5 separate regions of the Mus musculus genome follow, and regions 2, 3, 4 and 5 are each linked to region 1. A link is a contact called in public HiCAR-type and HiChIP or PLAC-seq data. All regions are on one chromosome and are shown on one strand. The core of a region is the stretch at or near the end of the contact, and the rest is flanking DNA. Distances in the headings are between cores, read along the strand shown. Region 1 holds the start of Capn10 (calpain 10). Region 2 holds the start of Hdlbp (high density lipoprotein (HDL) binding protein). Region 3 overlaps Hdlbp (high density lipoprotein (HDL) binding protein). Region 4 holds the start of Sned1 (sushi, nidogen and EGF-like domains 1). Region 5 has its middle 28 kb from the start of Otos.

Region 1 (4,695 bases), core at 1,600-4,099:
TAGGAATGGAATTTAGGTTCGCACACTTCGGCAACAAGCACTTTAACCACTGAAGCCATCTACACCAACTACTGTCTCACTATCTAGAACTGGGGCACACCCTCCTTTCTGGACTTACGACCTCAGAGCTAGGAAGAGGTCGGAATCCCTAGATGACTTTAGCGGAAAACAAAGAACTGAAAGCAGTGTTATTTAAGAGTATAGACGCTGTGTGGCGATCCCGAGCAAGCATGGCAGTATAGACGCTGTGTGGTGATCCCGAAAGCAGTGTTATTTAAGAGTATAGACGCTGTGTGGCGATCCCGAGCAAGCATGGCAGTCTACCAAAGACTACACTCTTGGCTGTATCCATTGTCTTCTCTGGCAGGCGTTACCTGCCCCTTCACTGAGGACACCTTAGTTCTCTCCGCTCTAAGGCTGAGTTTGCCTCTTATTCTCCATCACTACCTCCAGCATAGCCTGGTAACCCAAAAGCTGACCCTGTTTTCATCTCTGTATCTCCATGAGAATGTGTGACTGTCAAGAGAAATGCTCACTTGTGGGTGTACAGGGCTTCAGAAGAGGATCTCCCGAGGGGAGCATGCCCTTGAAAAAACCAGGGCAGGCAGAAAGAAGGGTTCAGAAAGGAAGCAGCAAGGAGGGTTCAGGTTTCAAAGGGCTCCAAGACATCCATGGGCATGCAGGTGCTCTGATTCAGTCTTCCCACTGCGAGTTGGTGTGATGGGGGGATCAATGTAGGGAAGGATTCTCACATGGTCCTGTGACATGAGCTGGCAGCTTCTGGGTTCCTTGCGTAAAGAACCTCTGGCTGATAAGGTTTTGTTGTTATTTTGAGACAGGTTCTTGCTGTGTGGCCCAGGCTGGCCCCACAATCCTCTCAACTCTTGTCTCCTGGGTATTGGGATTATAGGTGTTCCACCACAGCCAGTTTGGGCTCAGACTTTAAATGCCTCATTTGTGAGCACTTGTGCCAAGAGCCAGCTGGCTTCATACTCCTTTTCATCTGTCCACCTAGACTACTGCTGTTTCTTCTTGGCACTTTAGTATCAAAGATCAGAAATGTTGATGGGTCGGGAGGGAAAAGAAAGCCCTTTCCAAACTGGCTTCAAGAGCAAGGCTACTGTCTTAGTCAGGGTTTTTATTCTTGCACAAAACATCATGACCAAGAAGCAAGTTGGGGAGGAAAGGGTTTATTCGGCTTACACTTCCACATTGCTGTTCATCACCAAAGGAAGTCAGGACTGGAACTCAAGCAGGTCAGGAAGCAGGAGCTGATGCAGAGGCCATGGAGGGATGTCACTTACTGGCTTGTCTTCCCCCATTCTGCAGGCCTAGGCTGTCTAGTCAGCACCGGCTGCCTTCCTGTCTGTGCTGGCTAGTTTTATGTCAACTGGACACAGTCATCAGAGAGTGAAAAAAAAATGCCTCCATAAGATCCAGCTGCAAGGCATTTTCCTAATTGGTGATCAATGGGGGAGGGCCAGCCCATTGTAAGTGGCACCATCTCTGGTCCTGGTTCTATAAGAAAGCAGGAAAGGAGCCAGGAAATAGCGCCCCTCCTTATGGAAAGCGCCATAGGTGAGCAGAATAAACCCTTTCCTCCCCAAGTTGCTTTGGTCATGATGTTTCGTCACAGCAACGGTAACACTAAGCAGCTTTTCCTTCCAGATTCTGGAGGTCAGGCTCTGCCCGTGGCCCAGCCCTGGATATGGATGCGGCCTTCAGGAGCCGTTCTCCTGAGCTAACCACTCATATGAGACTTCTGGGGGTGAACCAGTTTGCATAACTCTTGAGTCGCGGATAACTTGTCACAATTACTCAAGACTTCCTGGAAAACCGAGTCCAGGCTCTTAATGATTCAACTATAGTGCAGCTTTCAGCCCACCAGTCAGTCCCCTGAGTCGAAATTAAGTACTAAATGAAAAAGCATCCCAAAGAGATGTTGGGCTATGTGGCTACTCCTTTTTTTTTTTTTTTTTTTTTTTTAAATAACCTCAATAAAGAGTTAAGTGTCTTGCACCTCAAATCATGGCGCTGAAGCCTAGTGGAGCCAAGGTAACTGTGTCATGCCACAGCAGTAATTGCTGCTGATGCAGGAGCAGCCCAGCCTCTCACTGGGAGAAGGAGCAACTGTCTAGACTCTGAAGCAGCAGGTTATGGGTAAAAGCTTGGCCTGGTTGTTCCTCTTTAGGCAACGGGTACTTGATCTACTTAACTGCACAAACCGCATTTCCTCTGACTACCTTTTATCCAAGACTGAGAAAAAGGGGCCCAGAGGAGGGAAAAAATATCAGAGCAGCCCTAATAGGTGGCAAACTGCAGTCTACAAGGTGTGAAGCCTCGTCGTCTCCCTTCCTGTCTATGAAGCTTCTAGTCTTGATGAAATACATTTGGAGAAGACACAGAGAACAGTCCTTGGCTGATTTGTGTCCTTCCTGGGACCTGGAAGAGTAGGCACCAGAAGGAGAGTGTCCTGTCCCTGACCTCCTCATGGCATCGAATAATCGTGGAGCCGCAAGTCCACGTCCTGGTCACCATCCAGTCTACAAAACCATAGCCAGGCCATTTAAGGCTTCAAGGAATGCTCCAGCCGCATTCCCTGGCCGCTTAGGATCCAGAGCGTCTGAAGCCCAATCGTTTTGAGACAAATGCCCGACCCCGGCAAGTTTCAACCCCAGTGACACCTCTGCCTCCCCAGAACAACGCAACCACCACCGCGACGGAAGGATAACAACGCGATTCGCTGAGCCACTTCCTCACTGGCTCTTTCAGAAGACAGGGAGGAACCACCGCTTTGCCAAGTTCCTGCCTCACACCGGAAGGAGCGAAGCACGCTGGGAAGTAGACAACGCCTGTGATCAGCGACGTATGCTGGGAACGGCGCTGCATGCTGGGATAGCATTGACAAAGCGATCTAAACCAAAGTGACTTTTCAGCTTCCTGTGGTCACTGAGACTTCGATTTCAAGTGGCTACAGCTGCGTTGTCCCGAGCACTAAAGCATACGGACATCAGGCTAGCACTGCCCAGTTAGAAACGCGGGGACCACGCCCTCGTGCGAGAGCAGAACCTACCAGTCCTGCACGGTTCTGCGCTGCAGCTCGTGCGTGATTAGGCAGCTCTGTCATATGACGCAAGCACGGCTCCTGGTTGGCTCCAGCCGGGTTACCTAGACAACGGAGCTTGCGGCGCTAGGCTGCTCTGCACCAGTAGGTCTCCCGGGCTAAGCAAACACGGTTTGCAGTGAAGGCCGCGCACTCGCTCCCGGGCGGCGACCGAGTCCACGGGCCGCAGATGGGAGCCCAGGGCGCCGAAGATGCGGGCGGTCCGGGCCGAGACGCCGGCGCGGGAGCTCTTCCGGGACGCGGCATTCCCCGCCTCGGACTCCTCGCTCTTTTACAACTTGTCCACGCCTCTGGCCCAGTTTCGGGAGGACATCACTTGGAGACGACCCCAGGTGCAGCAGGGTCTCTTGCCTGGGCGGGTGTTGTGGATATGTTTCTCACGGAGATGGACCCCGGGGTTAGCAGGACCTCGCCTTCAAGCCTATTCAGAAAAGGTGATAGCCAGCCCTGAGAATTCAAATGAGGAGGACAGAAGCAATCGAAAGGCTTGTCTTTTAGATGTTATCTTGGGGTTTCTACTAAAATACACTCCTACCCAAAGTCAGGTAGTAGGGAGCTGTTTTGATATTAAGGGATTAGAAGCAGTATTTCCAGCACCATCCCACCACCTAAGTTTTGTCGGGTGTAATTCAGCGCAATCTTTCTTGGCTTTGCACTTTGCTCTACATTTCTTCTAGTAGCTTTAGGGTATGAACACCAAAAGGTAGCACAGAACACGGGGAGCGTTGTGCTTAACAACTGGGAAAACCTAAGGAGCTGCTTTTCAGGGCTCCCTTAAATGGCACAGGCAGGTGGAACTATGTATTGTTATTTTAGCGTCCATGCATGCAACTCACAACAGTGTTACCCCTCATAGCCAGAAAGGGCTGTGGTAGGAGGGCTTTGGTTTTTTTGGTTTTTTTGGTTGGTTTTTTTTTTTTTTTTTTTTTTTTTTTTTTGCCTTGTTGCAGCTTAAATGGATGGATTGTTCAAGCCTAGTGTTTTTGTTGGTGTTTTTTAGACGTGGCTTATCAGCAGAAAGACTACTGGGGGACAGCCTGTCCCACATGCATGTAGTGCTAACAGTGACAGCTGGCAGGGTTCCAGGCCTTGTGCTGCCTGCTTGGCACAGTGGTGTTGATAAGCATCCTGGCTTTCTTGAGCAACACTGAGAGGCAAGGGAAAGAAAGAGCCCTGTTGGCCATGCCCTTGGAGTTTAGGTTTTGTTTTTACTTTAAACAGGGGGTTTCAGAAGATGTGCCTAGTCCTACAGTGACTTGATGTGCAGGGGTGGGTAGTGATTGTGTGTGTGTTGGGGAGGTGTGGCACCCAGAGTGGGGCTTCCCCTTCTCAGAAGAGGAATGTTGAGTAGGGAGAGGACTTTCGTGAGGGGTACTGGGAGGGGAGGAAGGGCTGATATTAGGTTATAAAGTGAATAAAAATATTTTTTTTTTAAAAAAAATGGATTTCATATAGTGGCTCATGTCCCGTCTGAGGGGAATCCAGTGCTCTCTTCTGGCCTCTGAAGGCACTACAGGCACATGGACACTAGACACAGATTCAAGCAAAACACTCACACACACTATACAAAT
Region 2 (4,695 bases), core at 758-3,257, 510 kb after region 1:
AATATAGGCCTCATCTCTACTGGAGACCCTGCAGTAAGCAGTCTTATGGAAGGAAGGCTTTCATGTTCTCAGTAATGCCCATCTGTATCTGCTTTAACAAGCAGAACTTTCCCTCCACCTTCCCCTACTGCTTGTTTTACCTCTACTGACAAAATACTCAGAGGCCTAACCGGCTGCACCTGGATGCTCATCTTACACGGGGGCCCCCTCACAGCTGACCATACAGCCCCCACCCTGCATCTCCACTGGCTAAACTCAGAAGAATACGACAGGAGCCCAAGATTTGGTATCTCAGCCTTCTGCTGGATTGAACCACACAAGTCAGGACTGAATATGACTCTAATCTGATTTACAAATACCACTAGAGAAAAGAGTGCATGGCATTCGTGGGGTCCAGCTCTTCTGCCTCCTCCCTGTGAAGGCCAAGCAACAGAGACATCTATGTTCTCAACTCTTCTGGCCTCCACATGCAAGTCTCCTCAAGTGGGTACAGCCCCTCCAGTCCCTCAGGATTGAGGCCACCCCCACCACCTTTCCCACAGGAAACTGTGGTCTGTCAGCATCCAAACTTGGATATTACAATTTGCTTCTTAAGAGCATAAATGAGCATGGCAGAATAAGGTTAGTTCTCAACACAGAACTTGAACTAAAAGAAGAGAGGTAGAAGCCCAGAATCGGGGAGCAACAGGGCCTCCTGCGGGAGAGCAGTGAGGCTGTGGCAGCTGGAAACCTGTTGTTAATCCAGAAAATAGAAAAAGCTGTATGTGAAGAATCCTTCTTGATTCTGAACAAGGAAGTATTTAAATTGATTCCCCTGTGCTAAGTTGTGCCAACTACTTATGTAAGGGGCAACACTATGCAAGGAGAATTCAGTTATGCTTCAGAAAGAATTTCCTATCAACCTCAGCTAGAGGGACTCAAGTTCTTTATACTGTAGGCCAGTCTACATGGAGGGCACTGAAAACCTCCACCTTGAAAACCTTCAGCTGAGATGCAGGTTTCTCTTCCAAATTTGAAACTTCACTTTTACGTCCTCAGAAGCTTTTCGAAGGTGCCCTCTCCCCACCAAATACCGAAGAGTACAAACTCCAAAATTAAAAACAAAACCCAGCTATGCTGAGATCACAAACTATGTCTGTGACTACCAAGGCCGGCCCAGTGCATTACCCAGCTCTGGAAGTCAGAGACCCAGCCTGGGAGGAACTTTCGCAGATGCCACCTCAGCATGGCCCTCCCACCGGCCAAGAGCGCCCGCGGGCGGGGACAGGCTTAAAGGGACAGTATCCTGCTCGGCCTCCCTGCCTTTCATCCAAATTCGGTATTTTTCCGTAATGTATTTTTCACCCATGGACCCTGGGGCGCATCCAAGTAGTACTTGGGCCGGGAGTCCTCCAGTGACCACGTAGCCAGACGCCGCAGGTGAAGGTGCAGCAAGGCACCGCGCGGGACATAGGGGCCCCGGGTGAAGATCCCAGCTTGACGCGAACTAGGGCGCCACTGACCTAGCTAGGTCCGGTCCACAGCCCGTACGGCCGGGCCGAGCTGGGGGGAAGGGGTGCGGGGGAGGGGCCGGCTCGGCAGCCCACGTCACCAACCTGGCCAGGTCGTTCCCCTCCCCCATCGCGGCGGCCCGCCCGGTGAGCTAGAAGTCCAGGCGGTCCGGGCCCGCAAGCAGACCCGCGGCGCGTGGCGGACTTGGGAAAGTTTCTGCGCTCCGGCGCGGCCATGCGCAGAGTGACACGTAGCGGCCCCCGCCCGTCGCGGTAGCTGGAGACCAGGAGCCTGTGCGGCCGGGGAGCTGAGGAACCGACCCCAGCCGTGCTCAGCGGCGACCCCCCGCCGCCCCGCCCCTGGCACCCCCGCCCACCAGCTCGCCCGATCCTCACTCGTGAGTGTGACCACCCGAGAGTCTGTCCGTCTGTCGCTGCCGCTGCGCGGGAGAAGCCGGGACGCTCCGAGGCGCGGCGCCCGGGCCGCCGCTGCTATATAGGGCGGAGGCTCCAATCCCGCCGAGACACGTCAGACCGGCCGCCCGCCCCGCCCGCTGCGGGGTCCCTACAGCGCCCGGGAGCGGACCAACTCTTTAAGAGTTCTGCGGCCTGACAGGGGGCGAGGAGTTGGTAAGTTAATTACCTACAGAGAACAGGCAGGCCCCAGAGCCAGAGGTGCCAGAGTTGAGGCCACCAGAAACTGTGTCACCAAAAGAGAAAAGAAAGCTCTGAGGACCTCAGACAGCAGACAGCCCGGAAAACCATTTTACCATCCCCTAGAGCACCCCCTGATGGAACACATTCTCATTCTCTTCGGGATCTCTTCCTCCTGCTCCCACCTCTACTGCAAATCCTTACTCCATTCCTCAATGTCCAACACAACAAACTCCAAAACTTTCGAAGCCCTCTACACAGTATTATTCAGTGTCCCATATGTACAGACCAGCCTGCAGTGAATTCCTACCTCTCCCATACTCAGTTGGGACAGAGCAGAACCTCTGCCCTCAGAATGCTTCCTCCTTTGAAAGGACTAGTTCTGCCCTGTTGCGTTTATTGACAACTACTTGAAGAATTTGTACACAATCATTATTTTGAACCTCTCCTGAGGTGACATGAGCACACTTCTGACCTATACTGGACAGTGATATGCAGTGATATGCATCAGCACAGAATAGGCTAGTAACCAACAGCAGATGCCCCCACCTTCTTTTCCCCACTTCTGACAACTTTTCACTGTGTAGATTTGTCTCAGCTTCCTTCTCTAGTGTTTGGATTACAAGTGTGAGCCACCAGGTCTGGATAATATGTGCCTTTCTTGTGGGACAATGGTATGTGGAAGGGCTGAAGAGGCCTTCTGTAGTTGTCATTCTAAGGCTTACAAGCATTTGCAGCAGTGAACAAAATAAGCAATCAGACTTAGTATGTACTTAGAAGGTAGCAGCACGGTGATGGGCTCTTGATTGAGGGACTGGGAAGAGCTGCCCTAACTAGACTTTAGACTGAAGGACAAGGGGGGAAAATGGAATGTGCTGGAAAGAATGGGGATGGGGCTGCTGAATAGGAAACTATCTGAAAGTTGAGGTGTCAGAATTGAGAAGTCCAGGAGCCAGTAATGCGGCTGACAGGAACACCACAGTTCTTCATGACATAAATCTCTGAAGGTACTGCTTAAAAGACCAGAGGGCATTTCCAAGCTGCCAGCATAGTCACCGAGTGATAGAGCTTCTTAAAGCCTCTGTAGGCACCAAGTTGTCTTTCCTTCTGTGTTATTATTACTGTGCAAGGTGTCTTTCCCTGGTGATTAACCAACCAGCAACTAGAAGAAATGTTTTTGTTGTCATTCTTTTGTTCCTGAGGTCTCGGGCTGTGAAAAAGTTAATGTGGAGAGGCAAGCACCCACCAGTCAGTATGTCTGCTGTCAAGGGATCTCCAATGGAGTTAGTAAGTCCACATTAAGTACAAGCTGGCCCAGTGCCTGGCTGTACAGAGGCCTCCATGAGTGTGGTGGTACCCTGTAATCTCAGTACTCAGAAGGCTGAGGCGAGTACTGGGAGTTCAAGGTCACAGTAGGCTACAAAGTTATATGATGTCTCAAAAATAAAACAAAGCATGGACTTAATGAAAGCATTATTAAATCAAGGAGGGTGTGGTAACATTAGCTTATCTCAGCACCTGAGAGGTACAGCCACGAGGGTTAGGAGCTCAAGACCAACCTGGCCTTTCTATATAAGACTTTATCTGAAATGATAAACATGCACCACAAAACATCCCAGGTGCTCCTGGGATGCTAACAATTATGACTAGTTACTTTCAGTATACTGAAACATAGAAGTGTCAACTCTAGATGCCTCAAAAAGTGAACACTGGTCTGCAATATTTTGTTTTTCATACATCAAGGAACATGGAATAAGAATCCTGATTGCTAGCCAGGCGTGGTAGCGCATGCCTTTAATCCCAGCACTTAGGAGGCAGAGGCAGGCGTATTTCTGAGTTCGAGGCCAGCCTGGTCTACAAAGTGAGTTCCAGGACAGCCAGGGCTACACAGAGAAACCCTGTCTCGAAAAACCAAAAACAACAACAAAAACAACCAAAAGAATCCTGACTGCTTAAGGTGAAATGTTAGAACATAGTAACACTCTCCAATTCCCCAAATCATGATTCTCTAAAAGGGCTATAGCCTAAACAGAAAGTAGGTCTAAGGGGAAAATGAGAACACCAGCAACATAGTAACAACTAGATCTCTGGCTGGCCTGGGCTGAGAGACAAAAGCATCTCTGGGGAGTGCTTAGAAACATGGGACTACAAGTTCTTTAAATCCCCATTATCCTTTAAAAAAATTAACAGACAGGAAGTAGGTATCCTCAAGATGGAATAAATTTCATAACAGGATAAAAATATTGACAGATCAATTACAGTATAGAAGCTGAAAGTCCAAAGTTCAAAGAGTAAGATGCAAGAGGGATGAAAACACGGCTCAGCAGTTAAGAGAACTTACTTAACAATTAGGAGAACTGGAATTTGGATCCTAGCACCCATGTAACAAACTGGGCATCCATATAAACTTCTGTAGAGCACACACACACACACACACACACACACACACACACAGTGCAGACACACCCCTCTTTCTAAAAAGAGGGTAGAGAGATGGCTTAGTGGTTAAAAGCCTTTGCTGTTCTTGTCAAGGACCCCATCTTGATCCCCA
Region 3 (4,695 bases), core at 1,347-3,846, 480 kb after region 1:
GCTACCAAGGGGCCACCCCCCGGACCCCCCTGCTCAGTCCCACATTTGGATGCAGACAGGTTACTTGGCTGTCATCACAGGATTATGGCTGGGCCTCAGCCCCAAAGACCATGCCTGCTTAGAACTCACATATTCCTCTTCTAGGTTGAGGATATGGTCGATAGCTTCCTCCACATTCTCTGGGAGTCCTGTCACAGTGACGCAATTGGGGTCTGGCGCTCCACTCTGTGGGAAGCGAATGTCCACCTGGAAGCAGCAGTGTCAAGGGCATTAAAGGGCAGACTCTAGACCTTAGAGCCAAGTACTCACCCTCCCAGCTTCATGTGGTCAGCAGCACAGGTAGGAGATGGGAGTTCTCATCCTTCTGTTTCAGTTGGCTTTGGGGACTCACCTTGAATTCATCCATTATTTTCCGGATGGCTTTGCCCCGGGCACCAATGATTCGAGCGTGCACACGGTGATCCAGTGGAACATCCTCAGAAACCATCTGCTCAAGCTCACCCACAATTTTCAGGATAGCATCACGGGCAGCTTCAGTGTTCTTCTCATACCCTGTGATGGTGATTTGGTCCTGGGGCTAAAGAGGAGAATGTAGTTAGAGAAGAGGGTGACTCCTCTGGGACATCCCAAGAGCAGCCATGTGCTGACCTAGCAGGCTGGTCTAAGGAGATGACAGTGCAACTGTGTGGATGATGGCTAGATGGCTGAGCGTGTCAGGCCTCTTCTTAGGGGAGACTTTCATCCTCTCAGAAGAAAAGGGCAGAAAACACATCAGATGGCCCAACAGTTAAGAGCTGCTACACTTGCAGAAGACTAGAGATCCTGGCTGGCACCCTTGTCAGCAGCCCACTATGCCTCTGGTTCCAGGAGCTCTGATGCCCTCCCCCTTCTTGCTCTTGTGGATACCTGCATCCATAAGCTCATACCCATGTACACACGCACACAAATACAGATAGTAAAAATTAAAACATAATCTTGGTGCCAGAGAGACAGCTTAGTGGTTAAGAGTGATTCCTGCTTTTACAGAGGACCTGGGGTCGATCCCCAGCTCCCACAGGCTGCTCACAGCCATCCTTAACCCAGATCTAATGACCTCTTCTGACCTCCTTGGGTATGACACACAGGTAGTACACATACATACGTGTAGTCAAAACATCCAAACTCTCAAAATAAAAATAATTATCTTTTTTTGAGACAGGGTTTTCTGTGTGACAGCCCTTGCTATCCTGTAGACCAGGCCTGGAACTCACAGGGATCTGCTTGCTTCTGTCTCCACTGTGCTGGGAAAAAAGGCGTTTGCCACCACTCTAGGCTAAAAGTAATCACCTTTTAAAAATAAAATAGTAAACAAAACCACACACAGAGTTAACATCCGTCACACAGCCATTACTTCCTAAAACCTGTAACAGATAAGTAGTGAAAATTCTGGGTTCTTTAAAAATACAGAAATGTGAATGCTTTTGTTTTATTCCCAGGTGTGGGATATGGGCTGCTTCAGATTGTCCGCAGCAGCTGTCTCTGCTCTGACAGGGATGTGATTTTGCCAGCTGAAGAGAGTTTACGTTTGGAATTCTGGGGACTTTTGTGAGGGTATAAAAGTGCCAGGGCACTGAGAGGTTGTGGTGGCTGTTGCTTCCCCTGTTCCTGTGGTTTGTCAGGTCGTTGTGAGCAAAGCCACGAGAAGAAGAACCTGGATATCCCAAAGATGAACATCAAACCCGGCCCCCAGAAGTAGGTCTAACAAGACTGAGGCACTCTTTCTCTCGAGCCTTCTTTCTTTCCTACCTCGTGTTGGGTGTTGGAAGGGTGGAGAAGGGTAAGGAGGAAAAGTAGCCACAAGTCTAGTTAAAAAGGAGGAAAGGAGGGGCAGACGATATGGCTCGGTGGGTAAAGGCATTTGCTGCCAAACCTGACAACATGAGTTTGACAACCTGAGTCTAGTCCTGGAACTGAGATGGTAGAAGGACAAACCACCAAAAACCATTCCTTGAAGTTGTTCTGATTTCTACAGGTGTGCATGCACATGTGTACACATTCTCTCTCCCTTTCCACCCACTTTGTGAGTACTAGGAAAGACAAGATACCTGATCATAAAGATGGAGGAAGTACCAGGAAGTAAGTGGTTCAAGGAAAGCAGGCACAAGGTTGGGGACTATTAGGATGTAAAGTTCTCAGACCATTAGCCTCCTGCTTCTTTGGAGGTCTCAGGACCCTTAAAGCACTCTCTGGTCCCTCAGACCCCTCAGCTCGGTCTTCCTTGTACCATGTCAGTGAGAACCAGCAGACTCAAGACAGATCTGAGCAACAGACAGATCAGGGAATATGAAGGGCACAAGGGAACAAAACAGCAGCTTTGTTCTAATCTCCAGGTTAGTAGTCCAAAATAAACGGACAGAACATACAAGATTACAAAGTAACAAGTACTGTAGTCCACATTAGAAAGTAGAAAGAGCCAGCCTAGGAAAGAAGCAAGAGATATAGGCATAAGGAAGAGGTGGCAGACTAAGAACTTCCTGTCCAGACTCAGGGGAAGGCCAGGCAGCTGATCCAAATGAAGTTCACAAAAACCAAGCACAGCAGGGCCAGCATACTCCACAGAATCAGTTCTGTGAGTGGAAGTGAAACTCTCACAGGAAAAAGAAAGACTCTAGGGCTGGCAAGATGGTTCAGTAGGTAAAGGCACTTGCTGCCAAACCTGATGAGGTCAATCTGTGGAACCTACACATGTGGAAAGAAACAAACTGAATCCTGCAAGTTGTCCTGGTTTCTACACACATGCTGTGGTGTATGTGTGCCCCTATACACATATATAAACAGCATACCTTTCTTGGTTCACAGATGAGCTAAGACATAGTGGGGACAACAAATTATATCCATTTCTGTATATTATAATGCATAATTTGTTGTTCTCACTATGAGCACACATAGCTAGCACACAGGTCTAGGTCTGTACCCTAGACCTCAGCCCAGTGTTACTACTGGATGCATCTGGGGGCACGGTGCTCAAGGTCATAGAGCTAACACAGGCCTAGAGAGCAGAGGGAGAGCCACGGCTCCACTCATGTAGAGCCACTTGAGAGGGAAAGCCCTTATAAGTGAAGGAGCAAACACAGGTGAGGGCGAGCCATACACAGACTTTGAGGTGAGATGGGATGGGACTTCCTGCCCACTAGGGCAGAACTGAGTGAGGAGGTGGGTTACCCTTCACATTGTTTTACATGCAGTAGGAAGCTGTGCAGAGCTCATCAGGGGCCATGGCAAGAGGAAGAGGGGATGCAGAGAATCCAGACCTGGCTGGATAGACATGGTGTGTGCATGTGTAGGTATGATAGATAGCTCAAGAAGGAGCCCAGTTGGAGGCTTAAGCTTGACTGTCAGGAGCATCAAAGTAGGCACAGGGAATTTAAAACTGCTCTGTACCCTAGATGACAGTTTCAAGGAAACACACAGCTGGCAAGCCCTGGTCTATAACTTGGCTGAAGTCAGGTTCTCAGATAGTTTTTGTCCCCCTCATTTACCCACTTGTCAAATCAAAGAAGCTGCCTTAGTTTCCAAGTCAAGCCGGACATGGTGCTACTCTTGGGAGGCAGAGGTAGGTAGTACATCTCTGTGATTTTGAGGCCAGCCTGTTCTACATATTGAGTATCAGGACAGCCAAGGCTACATAGAGAGACCCTGTCTCAAAAGTACCAGTATCAGTACCACCACCACCAAAACAAAGCCCAGGTCAAGGTAACGGCCAATACAACCCTACCTGCCCAAGTGTGCTAAACCATACCACGTCAATCGGATGGTCACCGTACCTGGTTCCCATCATCCTTATCAGGAAATTGGATGTTCACTTCATGTTCCAAGCGGATCTGGGTGATCACTGCTCCTTTTCTCCCGATAATTTTGGGATGGTATTTGGGGTCTACAGTGACACTCAGCTTAAAACTCCTTAAAGCCTACAATAAAATGAGAATGAGGCAGAGAGCAAAGAGAAAGACAGAGAACAAGCTCATGAGTATGAGCATGTATATCTAAATATAAGCCACCACCACCCAGGCCCGATTTCCAACCTGATTTAGACCCCAAGCCTGAAACACCCCTAAGCTTGCTAGCAGGAGGCCTTGGTGGTCACCGTCCCTGTCAGTCACTAGCTTGAGAACCTTAGGTCTTGCTCTGTCCTCACCTAGTATGCCCTTGCTTTTGGGACAGGCTGCTGACTGTCAAGATGGATAGGATGGTCAACCACCCTTTCCAGTTCTATTCCTACTTCCTGAATTCATGAACCCGGGATCTGTTGAATCAGCTTGAATAAAATATTCTAGGCCTTTCAGGTTTCAGGGCTGGTGTATTGAAGAGGCCAATAAGGTAATAAGAGCATCCACAGGCTAGACAGTCCAGGACACCCCCACAGCCTATGGCTAAGCTGCACCAGGTCACAGTCAAAACGTGCCCAATCTCTGCCCTATCACTGGACTCCAAACTGTGTTCCACCCAAACCGAACCAACAATGACAACAACAACAAACAAAAAAACCCAAAATCAATAAAACCAAAAAATAACAAAACTAAAAACTCCTGTGGAAAGGCCAGTTGCCTGGAGTGACCATCTAGTTCCCAGATTTCCCCCAATTCCTGAGCAGCATCTCTCAGAATTCTGCAGACAGCACTCCATCACAGGCACAGGAGTGACCTGCTTGTCTTGAGA
Region 4 (4,695 bases), core at 902-3,401, 300 kb after region 1:
GAAAGCAGTCAGGACCCCATGTCTCACCACACCTGGAGGGATACTCAACGACGCTATTGAGCACTGCTGTGTACTTGATAGTGTGCTGAGTGCTGTGCCAACCCAGAAATCCCTGAGCAGACCCAAACCCTTGACTAGGACCCTCTGAGGCATGTGCTCCCGGAGAAGGTTGGCAGCGTTGAGATGGGAACAGTGGCCTGGCAATAGGTAGAGCAAGGTTGTGTGGTTGGAGAGAGCAAGGATCGGTAGTTATGGGCTCTTCTCAGTGCCCCATGGGCAGAAAGGCAAATCCGAGTTCTCCCTAGGCTTGGTGCTGCCTGCTACACTTCTGTATGAGAAAGCCAATGAGAGAGGAGAATAGAGCTTCCAAGGAGGCCCTGTGCCCAACACCAGAAAGCAAGAGGCTCTTAGGTCCCCAGCATGGTGGCCAGGCCTGCTGGCAGCTCTGTGCTAGAAGCTGTGCAGGAGGCCTTGCGAGGCCTGGTCCTGACCGTGATGTGGTCTGGTCAATGAGACGACGGTGTTTACCAGAGAGTACTCTTACATCCAGAAGCCTGGCCCAAGGGCTGATCGGTTTTTGTTTTGTTTTTGTTTTTGCTAGCCAGGGTTTCTTCATATAGCTCTGCCTATCCTAGAACTCACTCTGGCCTCAAACTCAGAGATCCACCTGCCTCCTGAGTGCTGGGATTAAAGTCGTCACCACGCCTGGCACCAGAGGCTGATCTTCTCTAGCCAACTGTACAGCAAAACATTTCACATCTCCAGCCTTGGCTTACCCCTCTGCCAATCAGGATCACTACACAAAGCTGGAGGGGTGGGACAGAGGAAGGCAAGCCATGTACCAGGTGTGGGGTAGACGTGGTCAGTGCAAACAAAAATGGTCTCCTTAAATTTGGTGCCTGGTCCCCGACGCTGAGGGTTGGGCGTATCACAGTGGTGAGTCTGCTAAGAACAGGATCTGTGTAAGCTAGGTACCCCTGACTGACACACGGAGAACTCTCTGCTATACTTGAAAAATAATATGCAATGTCCCTTGTGGAACTGAGACACAGCACATGCTTGTTAGAGAGATTTTGGGAAATCCAGAAAAATGCAAAGCCAGCACAAACCAGAATCTCCGGGGCAGCTGCTGCTACTTCTGTAGCTTTTCTTTTTCTTCCTTGCTTCTCTTTGAGAGGCAGCATCTTGTCTTTGGGGATCCCAGACTTGGCTTATAGTCACATTATCCAACAGTAGGATCTGGGTGCAGACAAGGTGGTGAGAACTGAGGCCCCCAAGAGGCGCCAAGGGGACACAGAAAAAGACCAGGTTGCACCCCTGAGGCAGGACAGCCACTTACAAAGCAATTCTTAAGAAGATCGAGAAAGGTTAAGGAGCCACAGCAACTAACTTGCCCCCAGGGCCTGGGTGACCAGCCTACCCCGCAGGTTTCCCTAACATTGTCCAGCTGTGCTGCATGACTGATCCCATAGGGGAAAGTCCTTACACGAGAGAAAGCTAAGTAAGTCTTCGAGTCTCCCAGACCCAAGGTTCATCCTCAGTGAAACCAGAAAAGGAATAGACCCTAGGACAGGTTTCAGCTGGTTCTGAAAGTTGATGTCCTAACTTAGGGCTGGGGTGTGGCCACGCAAGGTTTGTGTAAGTGTTGTAGGGAGAAGTGGCCCAGACTGGCATTCTGTCAGGAAAAGCCAGATGCTCTGGCCTGACAGGGACCCCAGAGGACACACAGGAAGCCTGTTCAAAATCAGGCCTTAGGGCAACAAGTCAGCTTCAGAACTGCTGGGTTTGCCCACGCTCCTCCTGTGGGCAGGCCTTAAGCTGGTGACAGGAGACTGTAAGTCCTCACCTCAACATAGCCCAAATGCAAGAGAGCAAAAGGGCCTCGGTTTGGAGGTGGAGCCAACCCAGTACTAGTTCGGCTTTAATGAGCCTCGACACAGAAGGGCCTGGGAGCTACGCTCCGCTCCCGCACCCTCCCACTCCGCGGACCAGCAAGTTAAAAATGCCACTATTTGCATGACCCCGCCTCTCCCCGCCCCTCCCGAGTGGCCGGCTGGGCAGGCTATTTAAACCCCGGTCCCCGCGTTAGGCAGGCGGTCCGCAGTCGTGCCTCACGCCTTCCTAAGCTGCGCGGGTCTCCGGAGTGCGACGCGAGCTAGCGGAAGGGAACTGTGCGGCCAGTCGGTCGTGCGGTGACTGCAGCCACCTGCCCGAGCCCCGTGGCCCGCCCTCAGATCCCGGCGATGCGCCTCGGCGCCGCCTGGGCGCTGCTGCTGGCCGCAGCCCTGGGGCTCGGGACGCGCGGGGTGCGCGCTGCCGTGGCCCTCGCCGACTTCTACCCGTTCGGCACGAAGCGCGGCGACACCGTCACCCCGAAGCAGGACGACGGCGGCTCAGGGCTGCAACCACTCTCGGTGCCCTTTCCGTTCTTCGGCGCCGAGCACTCCGGACTCTACGTGAGTAACCCCGAGCTCGAGGGGGCTCCGGGGAGGGCGCCGCTGCCCTCCACCCCAACTCTTGCCGCTGCCGCCGCCAGCAACTTGGCACCGCGGCAGCCAGAGGTGGAATGAGGACAGCGCTTCCTCTCTCCCGCGGCCAAGGCCGGACAGCGACTGGCGGGAGAGGCGTGGGCAGGGCGGGGCGAGCAACCGCCAGGGCACCTAGGCGACAGCCAGGCCAGCGGAACGCGGCGCGCCCCTGCTGCTCAAGGCCCGACCTGTTTGGGACGTTGGCAGAGTTCGACAGGCTTCCGCAGAGCTGCGGGTCCCCCAGTGCCTAGTGGGGAGCCTTCGATCCTGTTCCTTCACAGTGAGCTATGTGGTAGTAGGCACATGGCCTCTGGCCACAGTTACCCTAGTGGGGTATCTGGCTTGTGATGGTCTCAGCCCTCTCTAAGCCATTTCAACCTCACCCACAGTTAACACCCAAGGCCCACAGCCAGAAGGAATTCGGGCATGATTTGCTTAGTTGCAGGAGACCTGCGCTGGGCAGGGCTGGCAGCTAGGGGCAGTGTAGAGGGGCTTACCCCTTCCCCTCCCCATCTTAGTCCCCTGGAGGTTGGCCACCAAGATCAGACCCTCTAAACAGGGCTCCCAAGGGTAATTCCTCACTCCAGCCCCAGACACGAATGCTGGAGAGGTCTCAGTGGATTGCAGAACCTGAGTGCCAGCCTCCATGTTCTCAGGGTCTGACCCTGCGCCAGTCACCTGTGCACAAAGGGATGATCTGTAGTGAAATGAGCCTCCTGAATTACTCAAATCCACTTAGAAACGCCAGAGCCAACGTAGTCTATAGTTAAAGCACCATCTTCTCACACACCCTCTGCCGAATCCAACACCAATCACCATTAGCTCTACCAATGATTTTGCCATTAGTGCCACCACATCCACTATCACCGCCTCCACTGGCACACTCACCTCCGCCATAAGCACTGCTGCCTTCAGCCGCCATACTGTCATCCCTACCATCTTGAACACTGCCTCCATCACCAGCCACGTGGTCTGCATTGCCATCCTCCTGGCCACCACTGTCCACGGGGCCTATTCACCGCCACCACCATCTCCAGAACCCTGTACCCCACAGTGACAAACATCACACAGTCCACCACTGTGTCACAACCTGGTGGCTGACTTCCCTGTGCCAACTCAGAATGGCCTCCTCACCTTGGTGGCAGTGCCTGGTGCTATAACCATGGAGGGGCATAGAGGGAGAAGAAAGGGAAGACATCCCTGATAATCCTTCTGCCCTGGGACTTGGCAGAGCAAAGATTTCTTATAGTAGGCAGTAGACAAGAAGAGCTGTGTTCTGGGTCTGCCCAGCAGGAAGAGGCCTGTACATCCTAGGAATGTGGAGACTCACCCTAACAGAGCTGTCTAAATGTTCTTTAAGCATTCTGGCTAGCCTTGGATTTTCCACTCCAAGTCACAGGTGAAAATATTATTAAAATGTTTAGTTGACCTTTTTAACATGAGCAACCGACCTCTGGCTCTTAGAGAAATACACACCCTACCAGAGCCTCTCCCTGAAATGTAGATACTCTTTAGAAAATACTCGCTGGTGTGGTCATGGTGCGCACAGCGAACCTCACCTTTCCCATTGCTCTGTGGGAAAGGAAATGGAATTCTCCGAGAAGCCGCGCCCATACATCTGGCCTGAAACAGCACTTAGGGCACATGTATAGGTGACAGGCCACATCAAGGCTATGTGGAGAAAAGGAGGCAATGAGTCTGGAGCAGGGTGTCTGCTGAGTGTCCCCAGCCCCACCCAGGCTGAGAGGACCCCGGATGCCTCTGCTCGGGCCCTCATCCTGCATAGTGAGGTAGGGCGTCAGTAGCTCTCCTGGCTTTGACGGCTTGCCTAAGAGTAGGCTTGTTGGAATAGTGAGTGAAAGAATGAATGCCCCATATTTCTGTGTCACTCCACATTCCAACAAGAATGTCCTTAGGGAGGCTCAGACCTGTTCCCAGACTGACAGCTCCATCTTGAGGGTGGCTCCTATCTAGAAAGGACCTTGCATTCAGCCGCTTGCTTCCTTGTGTCCTAGTAACTGGCCCTGGAGTTGCTAAGAGCATGTGGTGTTGCTTACACCATTTGAGCACAGGTAAGGAGAAGCTCCTGGCGGGTGTGGGGTACTGCCCACCACCTGCTGGCTGGAAATGTTACTACTGCCAGATTCCCAGGAAAGACTGAAGCTGT
Region 5 (4,695 bases), core at 961-3,460, 260 kb before region 1:
AAGGCGCCAGTTCACTTATTGCCTGGCAGTCCTGGGGACCCACCTGCTCATCCCCAGCCTCTGAGAGCAATGACTTTCATGACAGTCAGGATGGCTGTGCTCAGTTAAAGACATGACTTTCAATTTCTGGCCGTGCACAGATTATTTGATTGTCACACTGGGGGAGGTGAGCTGACCTCTATGTATGGAGACCAAGGGTGCTCAGAACAGCCGTACCACAATTTGAACTGTCCACTGGGAACTCTATGAACCCTGCAAAGAGAGTCTGGCCAACTTGAGCATGGTGAGCATGGCTCTTGCAAGCTTTGTACTTCCCCACCATTCTTTATGATTTGCTAAAGAACTGCCATATCAAAGTATTGACGTCCAGCAATCAAAAGCCCTCTTTAGCTCACCTAATTAACATGCTCAATCAAAATTAAACACTTATCCTAACACATAGTTTCCTCTTTCACCTTTATAAACTGACATTTTTCTGTTTGCCATGTCTCCTCTACCCAGAGGCAATCCTTTTTCCTCCAGGACAAATATCCCTTCCCCTTCTCCCTGGTTCCTTTTCTCCCCTCTCCCTTGTTCCCTTCCCCCTCTTATCTTCCCTTATCTCCTATCTTTGTCCCTCATCCTTGCTCTCTGTCCCTTTGGAGCAAATAACTTCCTTTGTTCTGAGATCTTGGTCTGAGAACTTGGTCTTGAGGGTTCTGAGCCAATACTTTCCCTTTACCCTGGCGTCTCTCAGGCACCTAGGCAGTGATGTCAGGTCCCTATGTCTATGCCTATGCCATGTCCCCATATCTCTTACAGACAGACTTAGACAGCCCCTTACTGGGCCCCAAGAGTCAGCTCAAATCTACACAGATCTCCATCTCCAACCGTGCAGGCTCCCACAAGAGAACCGTGGTCCATAGGTGTCCTTGGTGTGAGTAGGGGTGCTTCAGCATGTATCCTAGCCCTCCAGCCTGGAGACCCTCACTTTTATGCTTACTCCTTACCCCACTCCTGCTTCATCGTCACAGGCCATCCCCTTTGTCCCATACCTCTACAAAGTTTTCTGGGTAGTTTATCTGGAAGAAGGGGGCATGCATAGCTAGTAATACAGCTGTGGCTTAGATCTAAGGCTACCTTGCAGACCTCATCCCCCCACCACTGCCTGTTTTGCTGTCTGATGCCTCATGGGACAGTTGAACAGGAGCTGGTACAGACCTTGAGTGAGTGGCCAGCTATATGGAGAGCTGTTGTTTGCCTGGGCTGCCCTGCTTTTGTCCCACGGAGACCCTACTCGGTCACATGGTGATCAGCCTCTCCTTAGCATCTAGAGATTCTGGGTAAATCAAGTCTTCCAGGGACCCTGTGGGTAGCTATGTGAGCCCTGCCTAGTCCCAGGTACACAGGCAGGGTTTGCATGGCCCCATGCTCCCTACTGAGTAGGGGCAGAGATGGTCACATTCATTGACAACCCAAGTCTTTGTCTCCAGACACCAAGACCTTCCACCCTGGCCAGCACTGCTCTCCCCACAGGAGAGACTCACGCCTCCCCAACAACCAGCACACACACAAAAGAATAAGGCCATTGGAACCAGGTCTGGGCAGGTGGCTTTTGATCCTAACGGCCGCTTCCCAAGTCCCCCTAGCTTTAGTTTTGCAGAGGGATGGGAGGCCCGTCCCTTACCATCAAGGGCACCATGAGCACAGGAACTTTTCCAAAATAGAAACGGACTTTCATCCTAAAAAGTGTCATCCCCACCTCTGTCTACTTTCACGCCTGCCTATGGCCCTGTACACCACGCTCATGTGATTGCTGCGCCTTTAGTTCACATTGCTTTGCTAAGCAGTGTGCTGCCTCCCACTCCCAGCATGCATTTGGTGTGGTTTTGCTGCCGCTTCCTCATATAGGTGGTGGTTCATCTCCATTGGTGACTGGGTTGGCGATCGCGGAGGAGTCTCTCAGTTGTCTGTGGAGAAGCTTCCTTCCTTTCTAAGTGGCCTTTAGTTGGGTATTTTGGTCAATAACTATGAGAAAAGTAACTGATTGATGCGGAGTCCAGATTGAATTGAGAATGGTCCTCTCACCTCCTACTTCTTCTGGGAAGTGTGGTCAGCAGAAGCTGCGGGGGTGGCTTGGAAAGAGTTCCATAATCTTTGAGGCACTGCCCAACAAGTGGAGCTGCTTCCTGTCTGTTGAATGTGGCTGGCCCCAGAGTCCTAATTCTCACTGAAGCAGGAAGCAGCAGAATTGACCGCTAACAGATAGGGTTCTGGGAGACAGCATTGCCCTTGGGCTGTTCTTGCTTCTTCTGTTTGTCATCTCTTGTTCTAAACCTCAGATGACACCTTACACCCTATGGAGAGGCCCGTGTGATAAAGAGGGCAGAGACCCAGAGCCACAATGTGTAGGGACCCATGACTAGCTGACAGCTGTGTCCAGCTGTCCCCAAAGCTGAGAGGAACCTCCCTGGGCACACTCACTGAGCCTCACTTTGTGCTGGGAGCCTCAGAGGACAGGGAGAGAGTCCCCAGAGAGAACCTCGAGATCCTGCAGAGGAGGGACAGGACACCCAGCACCTTGGTAACCAAGATGACAGACACATGGAACACCCAGGTGCATAAGCCCAGAGTGTTACCCAGAATGTCCCTCTCCAGGGTTCACACATGTGACCTCTGTAAAGTGGCAGAGCTCAAGGACAGCTGTTGGTCTACTGACTGATGACACACTGAAATATTAGAGGATTCATGAGCCAACAGGAAAACAGAAATAGTGAAGGGAGTTTTGGGGGCGGGGGGAGGAGGCATCAGGCAGAGACCTCATCGGGGAATCTTATTAACTACACAGCGCACAGCTGTTAATTACATAAAAATTAAAATTGGCAATAACTCAGGCAGAAACCTCCAGTTTGACACCTTTCTCATCCCATGCTACAGAGCCAACATAATCTTAATTAACCACAGAACCTACTTCTTTGTCCTGCTCCCGCAGCCCATTTCTTTGGTCTGCCTGGATCAGCTCTCAGAGCCCCAGTACAGAGTCCATCTCGACCTTAAGTCCCAAAAGGTAGGAGGACAGAGCCTGGGCAGAGATGGAAGTGAGGTGTATACCTGTTCTTCATGGAAGTCAGGGATGAGTTGTGACATGATAGTGTTCCACACTGTGGCCTGCCCACTGGAAAGCCCCATGGCTCCTGTCATGTCCTCTGTCCTGGCACCTCTCCTGTGCCAGGAGAAAACCCCATTCTCTTGTTTGCCACTGGCTGCCAATGGTAAGCCTGTGATACATGCTCAATAGAGCACCCACCCAGGACTTTGAAAAACTCAGTTCTCTGGATTCCAGAGCTGGAGACAGTGGAGGTCAGGAGTCAAAACCTGCCCCTCACACACACACAGGCAGAGCTAATCCACCTCAGTGCTCTGCTCCTCTCATCCACACAGGCAGAGCTAATCCACCTCAGTGCTCTGCTCCTCCACCCACACAGGCACAGCTAATCAACCTCACTGCTCTGCTCCTCTCATCCACACAGGCACAGCTAATCCACCTCAGTGCTCTGCTCCTCTCATCCACACAGGCAGAGCTAATCCACCTCAGTGCTCTGCTCCTCCACCCACACAGGCACAGCTAATCCACCTCAGTGCTCTGCTCCTCTCATCCACACAGGCACAGCTAATCCACCTCAGTGCTCTGCTCCTCTCATCCACACAGGCACAGCTAATCCACCTCAGTGCTCTGCTCCTCTCATCCACACAGGCACAGCTAATCCACCTCAGTGCTCTGCTCCTCCACCCACACAGGCACAGCTAATCCACCTCAGTGCTCTGCTCCTCCACCCACACAGGCACAGCTAATCAACCTCACTGCTCTGCTCCTCTCATCCACACAGGCACAGCCAATCCTCTGTACTGCTCTGCTCTTCCAGCTTCTTCTTGGAGAAAAGACTGCAAGAGATGGATGACCAGAGCCTCCTTCCCTCTGAGGATGCTCCCCTACTCTCTCTGGGTCGTTCGTCCCCTCTCTGGGATGTGCTTCCATGTACCACTTAGAGATCTAAGCCACAATTCTATGTGACAATCTCCTCTTCTGACTGCACACAATAATTTGATTATGGATAATGGAACTGTCTTTAATAATTAAGCAGCCTCTGGAACCGAGGTGAAGTTCTGATGTCTCCTCTCCTTTAGAGTTGGTACTGGGAAAGCAAACGCAAGTGTGGTTGAGCCCTAGGCTTCCCAGGACTCAGTATGTCATCTGACTGGGCTCTGGGGTGGTATCTGTGGATCTTGACTCACAGAAAGCCCATTGGAAACCCCCATGCTCCATGCCTCTGGGCTTGTGCCCCACCCCATACACAGTTCTCTAAGCAAGCTCATTCTCCAGGCTCTTACCCTGGAGTTGAAAACTCCCACTTCTCTCAGTAAGCTCACCTGCTGAAGTTTCTCCAGCCCACTGGGAGTAACAGGTAAACAATTAGAAGGTATTCCTAGAAACCCCACAACATTCCAATAAAGTAAAAGGCATTTCTCAATCCTTAATAGAGTAAGTAGATTTAAGAGCAATTTGGGAATTCAGCATATGAACACTTTAAAACTAATGACTATATATATATATATATATATATATATATATACCATGTACAAAAGTATATCATTTACACATCAAGGAAATATTTACAAACATGGGCTTGTGTGCTGAATCCATGCGGTCTCAACATT

What was found. HiCAR-type assays count read pairs that join an accessible place to other places. HiChIP or PLAC-seq counts read pairs in DNA pulled down with a chosen protein or histone mark.
Region 2: a contact with region 1 is called in a HiCAR-type map of astrocytes, with 2.8 times the contacts expected there. The contact joins the promoter of Hdlbp here to the promoter of Capn10 in region 1. A contact is called at or near these places in 10 of 39 promoter capture datasets (the 3T3-L1 cell line, 3T3-L1-derived adipocytes, the C10 cell line and 6 more), 4 of 115 datasets of contacts at active chromatin or transcription factors (astrocytes, memory CD8 T cells, pro-B cells and 1 more) and 2 of 9 other capture datasets (adipose tissue and liver).
Region 3: a contact with region 1 is called in an H3K27ac HiChIP or PLAC-seq map of microglia, with 5 times the contacts expected there. The contact joins the enhancer-like site here to the promoter of Capn10 in region 1. A contact is called at or near these places in 11 of 39 promoter capture datasets (the 3T3-L1 cell line, the C10 cell line, the SN4741 cell line and 5 more), 1 of 484 Hi-C or Micro-C datasets (embryonic stem cells), 3 of 115 datasets of contacts at active chromatin or transcription factors (embryonic stem cells, extraembryonic endoderm stem cells and microglia) and 1 of 9 other capture datasets (liver).
Region 4: a contact with region 1 is called in a FOXA1 HiChIP or PLAC-seq map of pancreatic cancer cells. The contact joins the promoter of Sned1 here to the promoter of Capn10 in region 1. A contact is called at or near these places in 7 of 39 promoter capture datasets (the 3T3-L1 cell line, 3T3-L1-derived adipocytes, cranial neural crest and 2 more), 1 of 484 Hi-C or Micro-C datasets (embryonic stem cells), 1 of 115 datasets of contacts at active chromatin or transcription factors (pancreatic cancer cells) and 1 of 9 other capture datasets (adipose tissue).
Region 5: an H3K4me3 HiChIP or PLAC-seq map of bone marrow-derived macrophages shows a contact between it and region 1, with 4 times the contacts expected there. The contact joins the enhancer-like site here to the promoter of Capn10 in region 1. A contact is called at or near these places in 1 of 39 promoter capture datasets (the 3T3-L1 cell line), 3 of 115 datasets of contacts at active chromatin or transcription factors (bone marrow-derived macrophages, embryonic basal ganglia and embryonic stem cells) and 2 of 9 other capture datasets (embryonic stem cells and pancreatic islet).

What each region holds. Positions count from the first base shown.
Region 1 is chr1:92,931,559-92,936,253 of GRCm38.p6, forward strand. Capn10 (calpain 10) reads left to right here and starts at 2,850. Exons shown (of 12, transcript NM_011796.2): 1 at 2,850-3,456. The coding sequence starts at 3,316. 9430060I03Rik (RIKEN cDNA 9430060I03 gene) reads right to left here. Exons shown (of 2, transcript NR_015525.1): 2 at 1,968-3,545.
Region 2 is chr1:93,443,694-93,448,388 of GRCm38.p6, forward strand. Hdlbp (high density lipoprotein (HDL) binding protein) reads right to left here and starts at 2,008. Exons shown (of 28, transcript NM_001301364.1): 1 at 1,887-2,008.
Region 3 is chr1:93,408,560-93,413,254 of GRCm38.p6, forward strand. It overlaps Hdlbp (high density lipoprotein (HDL) binding protein), which reads right to left. Exons shown (of 28, transcript NM_001301364.1): 24 at 3,804-3,947; 25 at 392-577; 26 at 130-246. Among named protein-coding and RNA genes, the nearest start is that of Hdlbp, 35 kb to the right of the region's middle. Within about 2 kb of position 2,597, at least 12 of the 459 cell types and tissues checked have an H3K27ac peak or open chromatin away from gene starts, as enhancers often do. A contact at or near this core is called in microglia, where this site is marked.
Region 4 is chr1:93,233,746-93,238,440 of GRCm38.p6, forward strand. Sned1 (sushi, nidogen and EGF-like domains 1) reads left to right here and starts at 2,152. Exons shown (of 31, transcript NM_172463.4): 1 at 2,152-2,456. The coding sequence starts at 2,244.
Region 5 is chr1:92,674,136-92,678,830 of GRCm38.p6, forward strand. No RefSeq gene overlaps it. Among named protein-coding and RNA genes, the nearest start is that of Otos, 28 kb to the left of the region's middle. Within about 2 kb of position 2,211, at least 59 of the 459 cell types and tissues checked have an H3K27ac peak or open chromatin away from gene starts, as enhancers often do. A contact at or near this core is called in bone marrow-derived macrophages, where this site is marked.